5 separate regions of the Mus musculus genome follow, and regions 2, 3, 4 and 5 are each linked to region 1. The links are chromatin contacts, called in public Hi-C and promoter capture Hi-C maps. All regions are on one chromosome and are shown on one strand. Each heading gives the region's core, a stretch centred on a gene start, on an enhancer-like site or on the middle of the called end of the contact. The rest is flanking DNA. Distances are from core to core; before and after follow the strand shown. Region 1 holds the start of Cfap20 (cilia and flagella associated protein 20). Region 2 holds the start of Ogfod1 (2-oxoglutarate and iron-dependent oxygenase domain containing 1). Region 3 holds the start of Bbs2 (Bardet-Biedl syndrome 2 (human)). Region 4 holds the start of Mt1 (metallothionein 1). Region 5 holds the start of Nup93 (nucleoporin 93).

Region 1 (2,801 bases), core at 155-2,654:
AGCTAAGGGTCCGCTTCCTATGGGATACTCTTGACATAACTCTAGCTATGGATCTGAAAGAGTTGGTCAGACTGCTTACATACCAAAGGCCAGATCTTGAGGAACTCTCAACTGTCTTAGCCAAATGACAAGACACTCCCAACAGGTTTCTCTCAAAGCTGTCCTCAGAACACACGACTGCCTAGCAGTGACAAACAGAAGGCAATGCAGGTACTCTGTCAACCACTGTGTGTCTCAAAGCCCTTCTCTGTGAATTAGGAAAGACATTGTTCTAGTCCTACTACGAATAATCTTGACTTACTCCACCCATTCTATATACATCTCTATGAACACCACACTAGGCATATCACCTCTCTCCATCTTCCCCAGCCGAGGGCAGAACTAAAGATATTCCCTAAATCACCTGGCTTCCACATTAGAGTGACCACTTTATATTCAAAAACAAAACAAAACAAAAAAACGGTCCAGCTCACTGCCCCAGGAATCTTCATGAGAAAAGAAACGGCAAGGCATTTCATCTAGATCTTAATATCTCCAAAAGTGAACAGGGAAGGCCACCATCTCATGTGGCAAGCAAAAACACCATCCATTCTAGAGGACGGCTGGATAAAAATACAGAGGCTTGATACTGGCTCTCGAGAAGCCCCTAACAATCACCTTTTTGCAGGTTTCCCAATGGAGAAGGCCAGTACAGGAAGAATAGTACGGACTCTAAGTTACAGAGGGCTCGCAGCAAGTTCCAAAGGTTTGGCTGTCGACGGATGGAGCTAATGAATGGGATCAGAACAAGTCTGGCTTGGCCGGTGCTCAGGATGTCCGGGGAAAAGGCCCTCCGTATGGAGTGCAGCAACAGTGCTTGGCACCAGCGAACACATGCATGTCTTTCTTCAAAGTGCTATGCGTTTCAAGCTAGGCTGTGGGCACTCTGCCCCCATTCTACTGACCGGGACGTCAAGGCTCGGTAGCCACTCCATCACGTGGGCGGCTAGTCGGCCCCACCCCCGTCCCGCCCCCACCGCTCACCTTTTTGTCCCAGATCTGCAGGGGCTTGCTGCCGATGCTGTAGAGGATGGAAAGGAAGCCACTCTGGAACGTGTTCTTGAACATCTCGCCAGCCGCGGCCCCGCAGCCGCCGCCCTAGGCCCGGGATTGGAGATCGGCACCGAGCGGCGAAAGAGAGCGGGTGCCGCCGGTCCGAAGGTAGGACGCTGAGAGCTGCAGCCACTGACGGCGGGAAGCGGCGGCGTGACGCAGATCCGTAAGCCTCGGTGAGCACCGAGCCACCTCAGCACCGAAACCACAGCAACTGCCGCCCGCGCCGCCGAGCCTGCCGGAGAGGAGGCGGAGCGCCGCCTCGGCCCGCCACGGATCCCTCCGCACGCTTGGGCCCGCCCCTCGGAGGCGCATTGCCCAGTCCTGCCGCAGAAAGAACGGTTTCCGGTTCCTTCCGCCCTTAGGCCCGCCCCTTCCTGCCCCCTCGGGCGCGGAACTTGGTTGCCAAGGGACTATTCCCCGCCCCTCCCCGCCGGGGCCCAGACTTGGTTTAGAACAGCGGAAGGAGACTTTAAGTTTACCTCACGTGTTTACAGTGCCTGCGTGGTGTCATGGGAACCGGGAGGCGCGTGGAGGGGTGGAGTCATGCCAGACCCCTCCCCCGAAGGGCGGGAAGAGTGAGGAAGGTGGCTTTGTGCCAACGACAGATAAATATTATCCCTGGGTGTGTTGACTCCAGATTTTAATCCTAGTACCGGATTAAATCCCAGCAGAGGTAGAAAGATCTCTGAATTTGAGGTCTACATATCGAGCTCCAGGACAGCCAGGACTCAGAGACACCCTGTCGCAAAAAACAAATATTGGTTGGCCCAGGAGAACGTGTGAGCTAATGAACCAGTATTGATTGCCCAATTTACATCATCACCTTTAATTATCAAGTTACAGTGAATGAGCTGCTGTAAAAGCAATACTCTGGGGGAAAGCGTATCTCTTTAAATGCATTGATTCGAAAAGAAGAAAGCCGGAATATTAAGATATAAACAAAAATTAATAAAATCTTAAAAGTGGAATAGTTGAGTTGAACCGACAGCTGATTTTTTTAAAAAAAGTGTGTCAATTTCTGGAATATTGTAGGAAAGACATACGCTGTGTATTTCAAGTAGAAGGAAATCTCAAGTGTGGAAGACTTCCACCAGTCGCTGAGCGTCTTCCTAAATGGTGTTCCACCCAGGCCTGTGTTCTGGCGCACAGAAAAGAGTTTGAAGCACAGACGATCACTTTAGCAATTTTAACGATCATAGTTGCAAAGTTTACACATTTACTATGTGACGGGTATATGTGATGCCTTACCCTGTATTAACTCACTCTACCCTCACACCAAAGCTTTGAGTACTCCAGCCAGAATTTCTAGATATCGTGAAAACTATGTGAATCTATTACTATATAAAAATGAAACTTGTTATATGGAATTAATTTTTGCATGATATCTGGGAATTCTTTATGTACTCTAAGCCAAGTGAATAATTTATAGCTTGATTGTTTTTAAGTTGTTCAAAATATCCTCGGGGCTGGAGAGATGGCTCCGCTGTTAAGAGCACTGGTTGCTCATCCAAAGATCCTGAGTTCAATTCCCAGCAACCCCATGGTGGCTCACAACCATCTGTAATGGGAACTGATGCCCTCTTCTGGCCTGAAGGTGTACATACAGATAGAGAACTCAGAAACAAAACATAAATAAATAGAAATCTTAAACAAAATCCTCAGGAAAAAGATTCAAGATAAGAAATGATGGTATACACTGGAAGGAG
Region 2 (2,801 bases), core at 93-2,592, 1.4 Mb before region 1:
AAGTTTTCAACTTCATGTCACATTTAGTTTTAGGAGGAATGGTTTATTTACTTGAATATGAGAGATTTGTTTATTTATTTGAATATGAAAGGTGAGTCACTAAAATGACTTACACAAACCCCACTCTCAGCAATGTCTTGCACATTTTAAACAAATAACCAGTCTAAACTGGACACTTTTTTCCCATTAGAATCAGCTCCACACTAGGGAATGAGGTACCAAACATTATAAGCTATATCCCAATCTCAATTTCTTGCCACAACAAAATTTTGTTTGAGTGATCCCGAAATGCAATCATCTGCTTAAGACAAAGGTTTGTTGAAAACAAAACAGCCTGCAAACAGGCTGTCGGGACAACATGTAAGGTACCTCCGACCTCTGAAAGTACAACCAGACAACAGAGTGTGTCCTCGCAATTTTAGGTCTACTGGGAGTCTGCAATGATACTGTATGTTGGCACTTTGGTAGACAAGACATACAAATGCAAAAAGGTAGACCAAACAGCGCGAAAATTAATAAAATGTGGCCACTGGATGGAACACTACCCAACATTTAAAGGGGGAAAAAAAAAAACTAGGATGTCAGAGGTTAATCTGGAAAAGTTACTGTAAAAGAAATGTACACCCTACAAAACTGAGAATTGTTCAAATAAACACAAATACATGTGCGATGAAACAACCAGCAACGGATTGAAAGGATACACACATTATGAATTCAAAGCAAACGCAGGTTCTAACCATGGCTGAATGAAGGGAAAGGGGGAAACGAACCTCGCTTTTAAAATAGGAAAACTGCCAAGTCGGGGTCGAGAAACAGGTCTAGGAAAGAAAGCGCGCATCCCGGAAGGGACAACCCGCATCCGGCGTGAGGGAGGAGCGCGCACTGGGAGAGCATCAACGGCCGAGGCCGCGCCGCACTTACAGATTAATGGTGCGCTCCAGGGTGAGGGGCTTGGTCTGCTGGATGTACTTGTTGCCGAACTGGTTGACCCCCCGGGGCCAGCCCGTCTGCGAGCGATTGGGCGGCACCACAGACATGCTGAACAGCTCCGACGCCGGGGACGTGCAGAAAGCGGGGGCCCGGGGAGACGTCCGCGGGGCGGGCAGCGGTTATCTGCGTCCCGCTCAGCAGCCACCACCCGCCATTAACAGTCGAGAGCAAGAGGCGCGGAACACACGCCGGAAGTGAATACGCTCCGGAGGCAGGAAGTTGGGAGGCAGGCCACTGCGACCATTTGACCAATTGCTGGCGGCGTGACGCAATATGTTGATCTCCCATTGGTTATTTTTGTGGAGATCCCGCCTCCCTGTGCTTTACTGCCTTTCCATTGGGTAATGCTGGTGAAATAAGGAAAGAGGGTTTTCGGGAACTGTAGTTTCTGGAGGGAAGTAGCGTCCTGACTTCCTTGGCGTGGGTCTGTGCACCGTGAGAAGATGAACGGGAAGCGGCCGGCGGATCCTGGCCCAGCGCGGCCAATGAAGAAGGGAAAGAAGCAGGTATCGGCAGAGTTTTCGGACGCTGTCACTGAAGAAATCCTGAGGAAGCAGGTGGCTGAGGCCTGGAGCTGCCGGACACCGTTCAGCCATGGTAATGGGGTGCTGTAGGGAGGCGCGGCAGCAAGAGGTGTGGGGAGGATCGCAGCCACCTCCGACCCGGGCGCTGACTGCTGCTCGGTTCATTCCATATTCTGCTTGATTTGGCAAGCCTGGGGAGGAAAATAAATATAAGCTCCGGACACTATGGGGAAGTGGGAGACATGTAGCCTGGGGGTTGAATTCTAGAATCAGAGGTCACTCAGAATCCCTCTGCTGATTGTACGTCATTGGGCAATGCATATAACTTTGCTTAAGGGCCAGTTTCTTCGTTTATAAAACGGAATCGTTAATAGTATTCCCCCTCCGAAAGATGGGATTGACAAACTAATGTTTGTAGACATTCATAAACGTTTCCTTGAGAACCGGTAAATAGCTAGCAAGCGAGGGTCACTCTCCGCTGTTACGTGGACTGTCTAACCCACGCTGGTGTTGAAAGCTGCCAGAGAAGCAAGCACCTGGATTTACCAGTTTTCACGTACCTTGTCGTTGGCCTAAGTGACGCACAAAACCAACATAATCTTGAAAGGAACGATCATTCCAGACATAGCTACAAGTTATTACCTTATACAATGTGACTCTGGCTGGGTGCGTCTTGAATTTTCTCAGACTTGCCGATTGTCTGTTTCATTTGAGTGTTTAAACAGGGGAACCCCTGGGCGCTCAGGACGCAGGCAGAAGATGATTACATAAAATGCAGGCTCCGGCTGCCCAGAGACTTCTCAGTTTCTTTGTCTGTTGCAAAGGCGTAGTGACTATATCATCGATTCCTCAGTTGTAGAGAATATAAATGAAATAATGCTTATAAGGCACCACTGGGTCAAGATTGGTTGTTATTCATAATCTAGTGGAAGTGAAATCAGTTAGAGGTTAAAAACCACCTGTTTTTTTTTTTTTTGTTTTGTTTTGTTTTGTTTTGTTTTTAAACCCAGAAATTTAGGGAAAGAAAGGGTGGTATTAAAGAGAAATAGCCAGCCAGTTTTGCTACTCTTATTATTTGTTTTACTTCGCTCTGGAGAGAATGAGTTAAGAATCTAAAATGTGGGGCTGGAGAGATGGTTCAGTGTTTAAGAGCACTGACTGTTCTTACAGAGGTCCTGAGTTCAATTCCCAGTAACCTCATGGCTCACAACATCTGTAATGGGATCCGATGCCCTCTTCTGGTCTGTCTGTAGAGAGTGACGGTACACTCATGTACATAAAGCAAAT
Region 3 (2,801 bases), core at 191-2,690, 1.3 Mb before region 1:
AGGCAATCGTTCTACCACTGAGTTACATCATCAGCCTTTTTAATATTACTATTTGAATATTCGTGTGTGTGTGTGTGTGTGTGTGTGTGTGTGTGGGTATGTGTGTGTGTCCAGGCTCTATAGCACATGTGAAGGTCAGATGACAACAACTTACAAGAGTCAGATCTCTCTCCATGTTGTGTGTCCCTAGGACAGAACTCAGGTCATCAAACTTAGCAGTGCATGCCTTTATCCAAGTGACAATTGGACAAAGAACTCCCTTCTTCTAAAATTTTAATTTTGAGACAGGGTCTTCCTATGTTGCCCAGGCTAGCTTTGAACTTATGATCCCAATCTCTTGAACAGATAAAATAACAAATGTGTAGCACTACCTCAGGACTGGTAGCGCCTCTTAACTAGTAGCATCACATACCAAGACGAATGTTCAGCATTTTACTTCACCATACCAGTTTATGAAATCATAACCCATTTAAACGAATCCTTATGTTCCTGCTACGGAACCCTAGAAGTAGCATATAAGGTAACATACAACACACATGGCAGTGTCTTGAAAACTCCTTACACAAATGCAATTGTGTACCTGGCATACCTGCTGAGTCTAACAACAAGAATTCAATCTCACTTTCACAATTTCTTTTGTTTGCAAACTGGGTCTAAATCTGAATTTTTTTTTTATCTGTGACCCTGACACCCCTTTCTCAGTATGTGGCTCATAATAACCATTTAATGAACACTTAGGTTATGGGGATAAGATCTGAATGTACGTGATCAAGGACCAAAACTACAATCTGAATTTAACATTGGGTTGTTGTCCCCACCCCACCCGCTTCCTCCACTGTAAAGAGGCAAATATGGAAGAGAATCCTGGAGGCAAGCAGAGGCCCTGGGCATGAATCTGGAGTCAGCAATCGCTGCTACTCCTGGACAAGCGCTCCTTTTTCTTGAGACTTCTTTTCCCTAGGTTCCTGATCTGTCCTCAATACTGTTCAACACTGAGAACCTGGTGATAAAAAACGTCACTGCTACAAAGCTGTTCTTTGAAATCCCACTTTGATGGGACTGGAGCCAAGGACAGCGGCGACCGGTTGCCAGGCAATGCGGGCAGGGGGCGGGGCAGCGTGAGGGGCGGGATCTGGAGGAGGCAGGAGTCCGGGTGGGAGCGGTTACCTTGCCCGCTTGGGTGGCGGCAGCCAAGCACGGGTGAGTCCCGTCGTAGCGCCCTATGGCCACCATGCGGGGGCTGATTTTGTGGCGCAGTTTCAGAGTGAACACAGGCAGCAGCATGATGGCGCCAGCTAGGGGCGGAAGACAGATGCCCGACGCAGGCGCAAGGCAAGCAGCTTGGCCGGCCGGTTGCCTAGCAGCGGATGAGGAGTAGGAGGTAAATACACGCAGGACTGCGGAACGCCACAGGCCCGGCGCCGGAAGCGCAGACTAGAGCGCGATCGGTGTCGCCAACTCTCTCTACGCCTGCGCGGACCCTCCCAGCGGCAGAGCTACGCAAGTCCCAACTAGCTCCTGCGACTGCGCAGTGGCGTCGTGCCTGGTTGGCCTGCGTTCTTTGTCTGTCCTCGGACTGCGGCTGTAAATTAGTGTTAGATGAAGCCTTACCTTGGCGTCTGGGATGGCGGTGTCTAAGCCAGTACCTCCCCAGGATTCTCTGTAGCGTGTCAGCCAAGCTGCACCCCGTACACGCCACACACTATGTCACCCTTTCATTCGTTCAAGAACTAAGGCTTTACGGGGCGGATAGTTAAGTGGGTGAAGACACTTGATACCAACCCTGATGACCCGAGTTGGAAGCAGAAAACCAGCTCCAAGGACATGCACACGCACGATTAAAAAAACAAAACAAAACTAACGTTAAAGTGCTTAGTGTATCCCTTGCTTTAGCTGTTATGCCCAGGCAAACGTCAATAGTAACCCGAAAATAATAATCCCCTCAAGATAAAAGTAAAGAGTATAGTTTATTTAAATAGTTTAGGTGGTAAATATAAAGCAGTAGAGAACGATGCAAAGTTGAGGGACATGGGAAGGGAAAGAGTACTTCTCTCCCAAGTCCAGTTAAGGCGCTCCACCAGCTGAGTCAAGATTTTCAGGACAATTAGCATTTGTACAAAGTTGCTCAGCTAGAGACAACATGCCCTTTATATGAAAAGACTTTCAACTAAGAATGTTGAAAAAGCACTGAATCCTGCTTAAGTACTAAACGGACATGGCCTTTCTCCTTTGCCAGCTGTAAATCTGTAATTTGCTAGGGACCTCACAAGAAACCCTACTTAAATAAATGATGTGACTTAACTCTTTACATCCTTGTGACAAGTCGGTTCATCTTAGCAAATTGCAAACTCTACTCAAAGCACCGGTGAAGTCACCTTATAAACGTATTCATCAAAAAGAAGGGAAAGAAAGAAGAGTAAATGTGCGGGGGGGGGGGGGGGGGGGGGGGGGGGGGGGGGAGTAGAAGAAAGGAACTAGCAGGTGAGAAGGATCAGCCAGCCATAGTATGCATGAAAATGTCATAAAAGACCTGCTACTTTGTAAGCTAATTTTCAAAGTAAAACAAAAGAGAGAAAGAAGATGGGAGTGGGGTGGAATTCCTAACAGCCCATTGAGATATAACTAGAGCTACTAAGCAGTCTATGTAGCTGATAAGATACTAAGTGAGTCGTTCCCTCTTGAAACCCACATCCAAGCTTTTGGCTATGTATTATTCTATCCCTTAGCACCTATCCTCTCTTTTAAACTCCTTCCCAGCCCCTCCCCGTTATGCTTATATTATAGTATAGCATATTACATTA
Region 4 (2,801 bases), core at 196-2,695, 1.3 Mb before region 1:
CTTGTTTTTTTTTTTTTTTTTTAATCTTTAATCACTTCCTTATTAACTTTTGAAATAGGATCTCATTTGTGTGGCCCTGGCTGGCCTTGAATTTTGCAGAGATCATCTGCCTCTGACTTCTAAGAGCTGAGATTAAAGAGCTACCCTAAGGCAAGAATTTAACTGTATAGATAAAGACTCAGTTCCAAATGAAGGTTTTTTTTTGGATCTTCCCACGCAGAGGGTATTGCTGTGTTGTCTCCTCCAAGAGGAAATATCCGGAGGAAGGAGAAACGCCCTGGGTAATATTATACTACCAAACCAGTGGGTTGATAATAGAAAGACACTTGTATCTAAACCACCATGAAGGAGGAGGAAGAGGAGGAGGGGGGAGGAGGAGAAAAAGGAAGAAGAGAGGAGAAAGAAGGGGAGAAGAACGGAGAAGAGGAGGAAGAAGAGGAGGAAGAGGGAGAGGGGGAAGAGGAGGGGGAAGTGTGTGTGTGGGGGGGGGGAGTGTCATAGCCCAGCACCTGGTGCCTTCTCTGCCTACAGATGAACTTTGTACAGAATCACAGCAAGAGAACGTGGGACAAATACAGGAGCGTTAGTGCCAGGCAGTGCTGGTTCACAGCCGTTGTACTACTGACTGGATATATGGCCTGGGCAAGTCACTGAACCTCTGAATCCTCTGTCCTTGTGTGTAAATAGAATTTGCATCTCTCTATAGGTATTAAATGAGAAATTGGTTTAACTCCTGGTTCTGGCATAATAGACATATTGCTGGTGGTGGTTCTACCACAGTTAAGCAAAAACCTGCCCAAAGTCGTATAGCTCAGAAGTGATGGTATGCATGAGCCAACAGTGTAGCTGTTCTCTTGCCCAGGACACAAGGCCTGCCTGACAGCAGACTCTAATGTTACTCAAAATCAGAAGCATTAAAAAAAAAAGAAAGAAAGAAATAGCTGACTTTATTTTTTTTATCTAATGCAGTCCCCACCTAAAATGATCTCTCTGGAGGGAGGGTACCTTGGTTTTTAAAACCAGCCTGGAGTAGAGCAGATGGGTTAAGGTGAGTGACCCCTCAGCCCTGGACATTCTTAGATGAGCCCCCTCAGGAGTAGAGAATAATGTTGAGATGAGTTCTGTTGGCTAAAATAATCAAGGCTAGTCTTTATAAAACTGTCTCCTCTTCTCCTAGCTTCGATCCAGAGAGAGACCTGGGCGGAGCTGGTCGCTGCTCAGGAACTCCAGGAAAGGAGAAGCTGAGGTTACCACGCTGCGAATGGGTTTACGGAGATAGCTGGCTTTCCGGGGTGAGTTCTCGTAAACTCCAGAGCAGCGATAGGCCGTAATATCGGGGAAAGCACTATAGGGACATGATGTTCCACACGTCACATGGGTCGTCCTATCCGAGCCAGTCGTGCCAAAGGGGCGGTCCCGCTGTGCACACTGGCGCTCCAGGGAGCTCTGCACTCCGCCCGAAAAGTGCGCTCGGCTCTGCCAAGGACGCGGGGCGCGTGACTATGCGTGGGCTGGAGCAACCGCCTGCTGGGTGCAAACCCTTTGCGCCCGGACTCGTCCAACGACTATAAAGAGGGCAGGCTGTCCTCTAAGCGTCACCACGACTTCAACGTCCTGAGTACCTTCTCCTCACTTACTCCGTAGCTCCAGCTTCACCAGATCTCGGAATGGACCCCAACTGCTCCTGCTCCACCGGTAAGACTCCCGATCCTTGGTCTTTAGAATACCAAGTTGGGACCGCAGAGCGGAATCCCCGAGTTGTAGAGGCTTGGCGGGAATAGGCACCTTTAGTTGGCGATTCATTCCGGTTCTTTCTAGAATCCGCTCTTGCAAAAGCCTTCATTAGTTACGAGTATTGTCGAACGGGTCCTTTGGCGGGGTTGGGGCTAGGATTTAGACGCGCAAATGTCCGGTTCCTGATCACCCAGTTAGTGGGGACATCTGGGTTGAGTCCCAGGCATTACTAAACTTACTGTGAATTGCTTGAATTAAGAAAGAGGTGAAGGACCTTTATGTCTTGGGACTCAAAGACATAATCCCTGACTTAACCTGTGAGGAGAAAAGTGGGGCTAGGCTCCCTGCAGCTCCGAGGAGGACTTAGTGAACTGAGCCGGGACTCGTGGTGTTGGCCACTGCTGTAATGCTGCCTCCCTCATGCTGTCTTCTTTCTCCTCCCCAGGCGGCTCCTGCACTTGCACCAGCTCCTGCGCCTGCAAGAACTGCAAGTGCACCTCCTGCAAGAAGAGTGAGTTGGGACACCTTGGGTGGCGGCTAAGGCTAGGGGCGGGGAACTCCTACAAAACTGGCTCTGAGAAATGTCCTTTGCTTCCCGGAGGCCATTGTATTGTCTCGGGGACAGAACTATACAGAGAACTATTTAAAAAAACCGAGGTCTTCTCTGTTGGGGACAGGAAGCAGAGGTCTTCAGCCAGGCTGACCTCTTCCTCCTCCTTTCTAGGCTGCTGCTCCTGCTGTCCCGTGGGCTGCTCCAAATGTGCCCAGGGCTGTGTCTGCAAAGGCGCCGCGGACAAGTGCACGTGCTGTGCCTGATGTGACGAACAGCGCTGCCACCACGTGTAAATAGTATCGGACCAACCCAGCGTCTTCCTATACAGTTCCACCCTGTTTACTAAACCCCCGTTTTCTACCGAGTACGTGAATAATAAAAGCCTGTTTGAGTCTAACTCTGGTTTTCTTGGTGTGGTTTGGCAATAAGAAACTGGGGTGACTTGATAGTCTGGGGATCTGGTTTTGGACCCCCTCGTGCCTTTACCTCCCGCCTCTGGCCCTCACAGAGGGGT
Region 5 (2,801 bases), core at 217-2,716, 1.2 Mb before region 1:
TCAAAAAATAAGGCAGAGAGTGACTAGAGGAAGCCACCCAACAGCAACCTTTGACCTCCAAGCACATGTGCACATAGCTGCCCACATACTTCTGCACATACACAAATATATACCACAAACATACACATGCAGGCAGAAAGAAGTTCTGTGCAGCTATAATGCTAATCATTGTGGGCATCTTTGTATGTTAATTGTATTTATGTTTTATAAGCATATAAGGCAAAGCTGACTAGAACACTTTATCAAACAGGCATCTACCAAACTAGAATTATTAATGGTGACAACCTTGCCTAGGCCTGTGTTCACATGGTCCTCATTAGGTCAGGACGGTGACCTTCATTGAAAGATTAGACATGTTCGAGACTGTGCAATCCAAAAAGTGCCTCTTTAACGATTACAGGCTATTACGGGAGCTAAAGCAATGGCTCAGCATACTGCTCTTGCAAAGGACTTTGGGTTTGGTTCCTAGTACCCATGCCGCCTCACAACCACCTGTAATCTTACTCCGGAGATCTGATGACCTCTTTTGGCCTCCTTGAGCACCAGGACACACACACACACACACACACACACACACACACACACACACACACACTCACACACGAGTGCTTACAGTTAGCCCCACACTCTTTTACATTTGTCAAAACCTCCTCCTATCCAGGTCTCTCCTCTCAGCAGCTGCTGAGACCTGCAGCTTGCCTGTCCTGTTATTTTTCTCTCAAACTCCCAACAAAATTGTTTTCATTCAGCGCCTGTTTTCAAATTTCTTTTACCCACTAGACTAAGAACCTCCTGAAGGGTTCTTGTATATCCCAGTGACACACTTTGTTCCCAACGCGGCCACACTGAAGTAATCTCTTTTCTTTGGGTATCACCACTGCTTTTTTCTGTAATTGGCCAACGGGGCAGGTGGCCAGCCTAGCTTGCTTGTTCAGGCTGCCAAAAGACAGCCTTTTCCCTTGAGAAACTCCAAAACATGTTTTTATCTTTCACCTTTCAGTTGGAATGACACCTTTCCTGGCCATCCGACCATTTTTCTTCAATTAGTTTGCTTTTCCGTTCTTAGCTCTCCTAATTACTGCTGCATTTATTCACTATATTTTGTTTCCCTGGCCAAGCTGAGAACTGCTTGAGGTCAGGGATCTTGTCTGCTGTGGAAGTCACCGTGTTCCCTGCACCTAGAACAGGCCCAGGCACTTGACTGAAGCTCTACACCGAGTGGCCGAGCTCTCTGGGTCTGCCCAGCATTGGGAACTGCGGAAATGCTTCCTCTAGGACTGTCAACTCCAACCACGTGGGCGGGAGCAGGGCGGAGCTCCTTGACTTACTTGTAGCGACAGCCCCGCCTCCGGCCCCGCCCCGCCCCCACGCCTGTGTCCTCTTGCGGGTCTCCATAAAGTTCATTTGGCGGCGCAACGCGCAGGGGCTTCTGGGAGCTTACTGCCTCAGCCAATCAGGAGGCGCGGGCGAGCGGCGCGAGAAGCGGCGGCGGCGGCGTAGTGAAGAAGCCGGCAGCGGGCGGCGACGGAGGCAGGTAAGGTGTGTGAGGTGTGGGCGCCCACGCGGCCCCGAGCCGACCCTGGGCCCGAGTTCGGGGCCTGGCCTTGAAGCAGAACACCGAGCCTAGTTCGAAGAGGCTCGTGCTTCCTCTCTTGCTGTAGCTGGGCATGCCGGCCGGCGACTGCTCGCCGAGTGCTGTGACTAGGCTCTTCCGAGCGTGGTCCTCCCCACTGGTGCTCTGTCGCCACGCCCACCCACGGCTGCCAGGCGTCACCCGGCCTGACTGCCCTCTTTGGGGCGTGGGGGCCGTTCTTCTAGAGAATGGCTCTTCCGGGTGAAGGGGCGGCCAGCGAACCCCTGTCAACTTTAATCTCCTTTTACGGAGAATCCGACAGGATGCTAATGATTGCCGCTTCGGTTGTCTCACCTGTTTCTGGGTACCCTGTATCCTGTCTTCTGTAAGGGATGCCCAAGTATATTGGGTCCCTTCTGAAAGAAAATCACAGCATGGGCGGCATGGTGTCGCTTTCAAAGCGAGTTGAAGCCAGCCTGATCTACATTAGACCCTGCCCCACCCCTACCCCCCTAGATGACTTTCAGTACAAGCAAAGGTCAGCGCTTTAGTAATAATAACAGTAATACTAATCATAGAAATAACAACAACAATAGTAATATAAGCTCCCTGTAGTGAGCTGTAAGGCTTTTAAATAACGTGACCCATACTTTCAATGTCTGTTACACCCCACATTCTCTCCCCACCCCCAACACCACCGCAGGACATGCTTTGACTTAAGGGCTTTGTTCTTGTGGTTGGATGTCTGTTTTGTCTGCTCTCTTTCTTGGAGTCTTCACTAGGGCCATTAGAATCTAAGCCTTTCCTCACTCTTCTTGTCTTCACTGCTTTTTTTTTTTCCCCTAAGCATTTAGGTTTTATTTGTCCTATGTATTGTTTGTCCTTCCCCGACCCCTGTAGAACATGAGTGCCTACCTAGTACTTAAGTTTGGTACACAATAAAGTAGGTGCTCAATAAATATCAAATAAATGAATGTTACTGATATTATAGGCTTGTGGTGAATGAGACAGGCTTCTTTCTTGGGAAGACATCACACACATAAGCAATAAACATAAATATTAAAACCATGAGACTTGAACTGTTGGAGCTGTGGTGAACTTGGGTTCTTCTCCCTCCCTCCCTCCCTCCCTCCCTCCCTCCCTCCTCTCTTCCTCTCATTTGTGTGTTCTTGTGTGTCTTTTATGTATGTGGATATTTCTGTGGAGGCCAGAAGAGAGTGTCTGATTC

The links. Promoter capture Hi-C pulls out the DNA fragments that hold promoters and counts their contacts. Hi-C and Micro-C count contacts between places; a contact is called where the count stands out from the background. Capture Hi-C pulls out chosen DNA fragments and counts their contacts.
Region 2: a Hi-C map of CD8 T cells shows a contact between it and region 1, with 6 times the contacts expected there. The contact joins the promoter of Ogfod1 here to the promoter of Cfap20 in region 1. A contact is called at or near these places in 1 of 39 promoter capture datasets (pre-B cells), 5 of 484 Hi-C or Micro-C datasets (B cells, CD4 T cells, CD8 T cells and 2 more), 1 of 115 datasets of contacts at active chromatin or transcription factors (pancreatic cancer cells) and 2 of 9 other capture datasets (adipose tissue and liver).
Region 3: a promoter capture Hi-C map of pre-B cells shows a contact between it and region 1, with 5 times the contacts expected there. The contact joins the promoter of Bbs2 here to the promoter of Cfap20 in region 1. A contact is called at or near these places in 2 of 39 promoter capture datasets (liver and pre-B cells), 6 of 484 Hi-C or Micro-C datasets (CD4 T cells, CD8 T cells, natural killer cells and 2 more), 2 of 115 datasets of contacts at active chromatin or transcription factors (bone marrow-derived macrophages and large pre-B cells) and 1 of 9 other capture datasets (liver).
Region 4: a contact with region 1 is called in a promoter capture Hi-C map of adipose tissue, with 2.3 times the contacts expected there. The contact joins the promoter of Mt1 here to the promoter of Cfap20 in region 1. A contact is called at or near these places in 1 of 39 promoter capture datasets (liver), 2 of 115 datasets of contacts at active chromatin or transcription factors (embryonic stem cells and pancreatic cancer cells) and 2 of 9 other capture datasets (adipose tissue and liver).
Region 5: a promoter capture Hi-C map of pre-B cells shows a contact between it and region 1, with 2.7 times the contacts expected there. The contact joins the promoter of Nup93 here to the promoter of Cfap20 in region 1. A contact is called at or near these places in 2 of 39 promoter capture datasets (erythroid cells and pre-B cells) and 1 of 115 datasets of contacts at active chromatin or transcription factors (large pre-B cells).

Annotation. Positions count from the first base shown.
Region 1 is chr8:95,433,465-95,436,265 of GRCm38.p6, forward strand. Cfap20 (cilia and flagella associated protein 20) reads right to left here and starts at 1,405. Exons shown (of 6, transcript NM_008187.2): 1 at 1,024-1,405. The coding sequence starts at 1,107.
Region 2 is chr8:94,035,856-94,038,656 of GRCm38.p6, forward strand. It overlaps Ogfod1 (2-oxoglutarate and iron-dependent oxygenase domain containing 1), which reads left to right and starts at 1,343. Exons shown (of 13, transcript NM_177767.4): 1 at 1,343-1,587. The coding sequence starts at 1,434. Nudt21 (nudix (nucleoside diphosphate linked moiety X)-type motif 21) reads right to left here and starts at 1,184. Exons shown (of 7, transcript NM_026623.3): 1 at 922-1,184. The coding sequence starts at 1,037.
Region 3 is chr8:94,097,069-94,099,869 of GRCm38.p6, forward strand. It overlaps Bbs2 (Bardet-Biedl syndrome 2 (human)), which reads right to left and starts at 1,441. Exons shown (of 17, transcript NM_026116.3): 1 at 1,168-1,441. The coding sequence starts at 1,284. Gm39226 (a long non-coding RNA gene) reads left to right here and starts at 2,474. Exons shown (of 2, transcript XR_879106.1): 1 at 2,474-2,801.
Region 4 is chr8:94,177,644-94,180,444 of GRCm38.p6, forward strand. Mt1 (metallothionein 1) reads left to right here and starts at 1,446. Exons shown (of 3, transcript NM_013602.3): 1 at 1,446-1,695; 2 at 2,180-2,245; 3 at 2,459-2,684. The coding sequence starts at 1,668. The coding sequence ends at 2,550.
Region 5 is chr8:94,213,098-94,215,898 of GRCm38.p6, forward strand. Nup93 (nucleoporin 93) reads left to right here and starts at 1,467. Exons shown (of 22, transcript NM_001357266.1): 1 at 1,467-1,534.